2 separate regions of the Mus musculus genome follow, and region 2 is linked to region 1. Evidence: chromatin contacts called from public promoter capture Hi-C data. All regions are on one chromosome and are shown on one strand. Each heading gives the region's core, a stretch centred on a gene start, on an enhancer-like site or on the middle of the called end of the contact. The rest is flanking DNA. Distances are from core to core; before and after follow the strand shown.

Evidence for each region. Promoter capture Hi-C pulls out the DNA fragments that hold promoters and counts their contacts.
Region 2: a promoter capture Hi-C map of liver shows a contact between it and region 1, with 5 times the contacts expected there. The contact joins the promoter of Abcc9 here to the promoter of Ldhb in region 1. A contact is called at or near these places in 10 of 39 promoter capture datasets (the HPC-7 cell line, cranial neural crest, embryonic stem cells and 6 more), 1 of 115 datasets of contacts at active chromatin or transcription factors (embryonic stem cells) and 3 of 9 other capture datasets (adipose tissue, liver and pancreatic islet).

What each region holds. Positions count from the first base shown.
Region 1 is chr6:142,506,639-142,510,188 of GRCm38.p6, forward strand. It overlaps Ldhb (lactate dehydrogenase B), which reads right to left and starts at 1,319. Exons shown (of 8, transcript NM_008492.3): 1 at 1,215-1,319.
Region 2 is chr6:142,700,894-142,704,143 of GRCm38.p6, forward strand. It overlaps Abcc9 (ATP-binding cassette, sub-family C (CFTR/MRP), member 9), which reads right to left and starts at 1,381. Exons shown (of 40, transcript NM_011511.2): 1 at 1,271-1,381; 2 at 924-1,010.

The DNA.
Region 1 (3,550 bases), core at 69-2,568:
GAGGCCAAGGTCACCCTCCATCATCCTGGGATGCTATCTGAAACGCTGGAACGTTGAAGCTGTCCTGAAAACATTTTAAATCGCTTTGGGGAATTTCAAAAGCGGCAGTGTTGAAGATCCAGCAAGCACAGGCAGATATCTAGACTGAAGTTCAGCGTGTATTCTCCTCCCACCCCCACCTCCCACAGTGATAGAGAATGAGAAGAAAATAGTTTGCGTTGTAGCAAGCCTGTGTCAAATCAGGGAGTTGACTGTAGAGAGAAAGGAACAGGAAAAAACACCCTCGCCTCAGGGTGCCCCCACATTCCCATCTCCTGTGGATAAGAACCAGTGGTCTAGGTCAGAGGCTAAGGACGACTCCGCAGAGAATCACCTATGTTAACTCTTAATGCCCGGGTATGGCCTCCAATTTCTCCATTAAAACCAGTCATATCCTTCACCCTACCCCCGACCCCAGGTGCTGTCGGAGCTTGTTCAGTTCCGTGACACCCAAGCCACCTTTCCTCCTGTGCAAAGCAGGTCACGAGGGAGACACCAGCGCACACCTCGATTACGGTCTCCAGGGGGAAAGCCTAGGCTTCCACACTTAGCACAAGAAGTAAACAAAATCCTAGCGCATCTAAAGAGGCCCAGCAAGTACCCGGCTGCAGGGCGGGCAGCGTGAGAGGGGACGAAGCCTGGTGTTCCGGACCGAACTTTCCTTTATCCTCATTGCTAAAATAGCTGGGACCGTTCTCCATCACCAGGTGCAAGACCTTCCAACCTTCACAGGGACCCACCTAGACCTTGCTCGGTTCCCCGGCCACTGGGCGCGCTGCCCTGGCTTGCGCCCCAGGCTGCATCGCAGCTGATGGGTGATGTGCTAACTGCCAAGGACTTGAAGAGACTAGGTTTGACTTACCTTACGTTACAAGTCTTTCTATTGATAGCACACAGGCCCGAGACCACCCTGTGCTCAGGCTGTACCAAGGTGCAGACCGAGTCGGGAGCTCAGCTGCGCACCTCTGCTCGCTCGGCTTGCCACCCAAAACCACAAAGAAGAAATAGGTAGGGGCATGAATGCTCAGGGACAAAGGCCCCAAAGAGTGGATGTGTCGTACGTAGCTCCTTCCTCCTGTTCTGCCAAACAATAACACCTCTGCACTCCCTACTCCCACAACACACACCCTGATGTTCAGTTAAGTCAGGTTTTGGGATCCTGGATTCAGACCTACCAGAAAAGAGGAGGCTCTGCGGCGCGCTGAGGCAGGGGAGCCACTGCAAAGTCAGCAGGCTGCTGCTCTGCGGATCGCAGACTCCGGCTCTACAAGAAGGAGGAGGAGGAGGCGGGGCCGCGGCGCTCCAGCCTCCTAGCTTTCTCCATTGTGATTGGAAACCCGAGACGGGTCTATCCCTCCCCTCGGCTCGTTCAATCTCCTTCAAGGACAAGGCTGGAGTGTGCACGCGCTCTCCCCCGCTCTCTAAAGTTAGAGGTCACCTTCCGCTGAGGCACTTATTCCGTAAACCTGCCTCTCTGGCCTTCTGTACGGTCTCCATCTTGTGCTAATAGAAACCTATGTCTAGGTTGCATTCCGGCTCCACTTTAGAGCAGTCGCCTTGCTTAAGATGCTACTGATACATCACTCCAAAAGGCCTCGGAGCTTCTGAACTCTTTTCAGAAGTGGGGGTTTATACACGCCTGTTATCCCAGCACTGGTAAGGCTGAGTCCTGAGGGAAGTCAGGAGTTTGAGACCAGCCTAGGCCTCTCCATTAAGACTGTTTCAAACAAACAAAAACAAACTAACCCAGAAGAGAACAGATTTTTGGTCATTTAAAGTTCCTTCAATAAGACAGTAACCGCCCCTCCCCCTCTCCCCACACCTAATTCAACTAATAGCTGCCCAACAAGATCGAAGGTGCCTGATTTCTGCCTTTCACAGTTCCTCCAGGAAACTGCAAGGTCCCAAGAAAAAGCCTGGCCCCAGGGAGAAAAAATAAGAACCCTAAGAAAGATGTAACTTCCCTAGGAGTCGCTGAGCTGGTACAGTGTGTGTGTGTGTGTGTGTGTGTGAGAGAGAGAGAGAGAGAGAGAGAGAGAGAGAGAGAGAGAGCGCTTCGCATAGAACCCAGGAGCTCACAGTTTAGCAGGGAGTAGCATCCCCAGCCCTGTAATTGTCTTCCCACATTCTTAGCTCTTTGTCTCATCCAGCCCAGTGCCCGGTTCCTTATTCCAGCATGGATTAAGCAATCAGAAGTGTTGTGAAAATTTAGGGCAGTTGTGTTTTCTTAAGATAAAATTGTTTCCCCATCTAGCAAGCTCACTGGAGTTGCTGTGTGAGAATTTGCCTTTTGTTTTCTTTAAGTGTGTACCTCTTGTCAACGACTACTAACTCTATAAATAGAACTTCCCTCTGCCAAGCATTGAAGGTGTAAGTGTGAATATAACTGTGCTCTTTGGGTGCTGCCCTCTGCCCCAATTTTACTGAAAATTTGGGGGAGTCTGGGTAGAGCTATCACATTACTGGGGAGTAGAAGGAATTGTAGGAATTGAAGAAAAGGAGACTCTTTGATAGAGATGTGACAGGCAGCTATGGATGGGACTTTGGGGTAGAGTACAGCCTTAGTGTTTGGGGTTTGAATCCCAGCAGTGAAAAAGAGTATCAGTACCAGGAGCTGAAGGGGAAGGGGTGGCTAGGGGGAATTTTAGGGAAAGAATAGAGCTTTCCATCTGCAAGGTAAATGCTTAGGAAACATGCAGGCAACAAGGGCTAAAGTTAAAGTATATTGTTCTCGGGGAGTGAGGCGGGTTATAAAACCGAACCCAAATGTAAACTGAAATAGCAAAAGAGAGGCTGGGGTTTCCTCCTTTAAAACTATGTACGGAGAATGTTCCTATGTAGGAGTAGTGCTGCAGGGACCAAGACACACAAGACAGGATGCCTGCTAATGGCAATGTGCACACTGCTAGAGGGTTGCAAACATCAGCAAGTGATCACGCAGAATGTGCTCCTGAGCGGGCGAGGTGGCTCGTGCCCTTAGTCCCCCGAACTCGGGAGGCAGAGACAGACAACAGGCAGGTCTCTGAGTTCAAGGCCAATTTGGTCTAGAAACGGAGTTCTAGGTCAGCCAGGCCTACACAGAGAAACACCAGCTTTAATGGGAGGGAGAGAGGGAGGGAGAGAGGGAGAGAGAGAGTGTGTGTGTGTGTGGATCATGGCATAGCTGCTCTGTGCACTAAGTAGGATTCAGGAAGCGCAGGGTTGCAGGGTGTAGGGCTGGGGGGCTCACCACCTCTACAAGGACTGCCTGGTGGGGTTTTTGTTTGTTTGTTTTTTTGGTTTTTGGTTTTGTTTGTTTGGTTTTTCTTTTGTATCTTAAAAAGGTCATCTCCCGTTGTCAGGGTGTCATGTTTTTGAACCAGAGCAAGTGAACTGTAGAACAGAAAAGGACGCTTTAGAGACGATCGACTCTGATTACATACCCAGTCTTAGAGAATAGCTGCCAGTTGTTTTTATTGTTTGAATGAAAGGTGTGGAAGCTGACAGGGTTCTCACTGATCCCAGAGCCTGA
Region 2 (3,250 bases), core at 131-2,630, 190 kb after region 1:
AGCCAACTTCAAAACAGATCAAAAGTGAGACTTTGGCTGTGGGGTAGCCTGCAGGACAGAACACAGAGGGAAGAGGAGTCCTCTTGTTTCCTGCGGAGAATAGCAACAGCAGCGTGCTTGGCCCTGGCCCTGCACTGTGAGACGTTCCCCAGCCCCTGGTATGCATAAAACATGGTATCCGTTCAAAACTCTAGTAATGTATCTATCAACTCTTCTGATACTTCTACAGAGGAACAAAGGTTAACTGAAGTAATTCCAAAAACTGCTAAGATATTAAAAGATATCAGGAACTAAACGCTAGTTACTTTTGCCAGCCACTTAAGACTGAGTGAGAAGCAGCCACCTCCCTGCTCACCCGGCAGCGACTGTCAGTTGTGACCCCATTGACAGTGTCAGCCAAGCTCGGGCTCTGGACACATCTAAAGCAAACATGCACGGGATAGCTTTCCTTCTTGCATGTGGAACAACTCACCCCTGAGCTACTGAGCGCTTAGGCAAAGCATCCTGAATGAGAAGCTCACCTCTGAAAGGCACCTAAGGCAGCGACGACCCACCCACGACGTGCCCAGGATGTCCACCCTCCGCCAAAGCAAATGCTGCAATCGTTTCACTGAACTTGCTCAGTGGAGACCTCACAAAATGCGTAGATGTGTCTGGCTGTCTAACTAGCTGTCTGGCTGGTTCTATACAGATCCAAGTAGGAAATTTCCTAGCAAGAAAATGACCACGGACTTGATCCATTATCGAGTCTTAGTCCATGCGTTTACCCTCCAGGGGCTATGACGTTCTGTGACACAAGAAAGACAATGCTGGGGACCCCTGCGCAGATAAGATTGTTTTTAGACACTGTAACCAACGCGGAGCAAACAAGCAAACAATAAATAAATAAATAAATAAATAAATAAATAAATAAATAAATATACCTTGGCTTTGGCTCCAGGGCTTAGTCCCCCTACTGGTGCACTTGAGCTACCAACAGCCTGCCCACCGTCTGAAGATGTAAATTTCTCCTAAAGAGCAAAGAGTAACAAATTTAGTAGAGAAAAAGCTGCTGCGTGAATTGTAAAGGGGAATGGCTAACAAAGTCTCTCTCTATATATATATCAGTGACATCTTTCCCTGTTTCCAGCCGGTTTCGGCTCCAGCCGGCAGGATTGTGTAAGTCAAACTTTGGAAACCTGATCCCACCTTCTCGCCAGCAAGTCCCCTGAATCCTAGAAATAGCGAATGCCTTTACTGACGGAATACTAGATCAAAATCAACAGCTTACAGCCAGTGACTCCTCAGAGTGGTTGGGGATCTCTCTGTAGCAAGCCGAGGAGCTCACGCACTCCATGGGACGACAAGTTTTCCTCCCGGGTCAGCAGCCGGCGAGTGGATTATTTTTAGGGTGGTGGGAGGCCAGCTGCTGCCTCCTATCGCGTTTCTCCTCCGCTGCGCTGCGCTGTGGCCTGGGGCGGACACTGCCGCGCCCTGGCAGGAAACTGCAGGCACCCCAGACGCCTGAGGCGGGGACCCTCCCCATCCAGGACCCTCTTCACCCCCACCCTCCTTGCCCGGATCATCCCTACCTGGGACCCTCCATCACTCCGGCCATTCCCATTCAGGACCACCCTCCCCCAGACCCTCCACACCACTCCCCACTCCTCCGGAGCTGCTCCTACGGGTGAGCGCAGTGAAGATGTGCCAAACTCACGCCATATGTGGATCCCCCAAGACTCCACCAGAAAGCGGAACTTGCAAAAACCGACCCCCAGACCCTCAAAGAGGAGGCTTATCAGATATGAAAACATGGAAAGTATCAGCTCTGCAGGCAGCCTTAGCTTTAGCCACCAAAAAATGATTTAAAAGTGCCATCCATTCGCCCAGCTTCGCCCCCAGCAGGACTGAGAACTGAATAGTTCATTCTAGGCAAAACAAACTGCCACCAGGCATGCTTGTCTCACTTGGATGGGCAGGCACAGGGCAGAATCTTTCAGTGACCCGGGGAATTTGCCTGCTGGTCCAGACTAATGGACCAATGGCACTTGTCTGAGCACTCCAAAATTTGAGTTTGATTTCAAGTTTCAGCATCAACAGTATTTTTTATTTGTTCATTTGTTTCATCGCTTTCACAAACAGATATAATTAACTCTTAAAATAACAAAACTTGCTTAAAACAATATCTATTGAAGGCAGACTGTGGTTGGTGTTCTTCTGAAATGCCATCATTTGGGGGAAAGATGCAGGGAGTTCAAAGCAAGAAGCAGACACATAGCAGGTTAGAAGCCAGCTACACACACACACACACACACACACACACACACACACACACACACACACACACACACACACCCGCTTTTGATATAGATATGCATGTATATGTGACACTCCACAATAACTTTTCCTCTGGTGGTAAGGGGTGAATTTTAAATTAAAAAAAAATTTTTTTTGAGGGGGTGAAGGTTAGACACCCTGGCTTGGACTCAAACTCGCAGTAATCCTCCTGGCTCAGCTTCTAGATTGTTACGATTACAGATATGAGCCATGATCACACTGGGTAATTTTTGGCCTCAGTAACTCTTGAATAAACTCTCGAGATTCCCAAGGGCCAGTTTTGAGTCCTTTGCAGTAATCAGTGTTCGTAGCAACCGTCCTGATCAGATAAAGGCTCGTCAGCCTGGCGGGCTGGTGCCTTCGAGGTTCCTCATGCTGTCCCTAAAGTTGAACTCAGCACCCCATGGCCTCCTGGCCTCCAGAAGTTGCTGCTCAGAAGCTGACCCCAGCACAGCATGCCCCAGAGGAGATGAGAATGGAGTCACTTTCTGGGAAGGTCCTTGCAGCCTTGGCCAGCTTCCAGAGCCAGAATGTACCACTTCCAGGGGCCTCCAAGGCCAGAAAGAGCTGGCACCTACGATGATCCTGGACTGATCTTACGGCCTCGGAATGGCATGTAACTGCACCCTATAGCAAGCTTTTGGGGCCAGGAAAAGAGAGTGTGGTTCGAGAACAGGGAAACTCAGAATTGTGTCCAGAATGTGGAAACACCAAGTCGGGCAGAGAATTGGGAACTAGGAGACAGATAATGCCAAATATACAGTTTGAATAGAAATACTCAAAAGGAAATTGCACTTAGAATTTTAAAAAATATACTACTATTAATGAGCCTGGACTCACAGCTCGGTGACTAAGAGTGCTTGCTGCTCTTGTAGAACCTATGTAGGGGTTCACAAGTGTCTGTAACTCCATTTCCAGGAGATCTGATACCCGT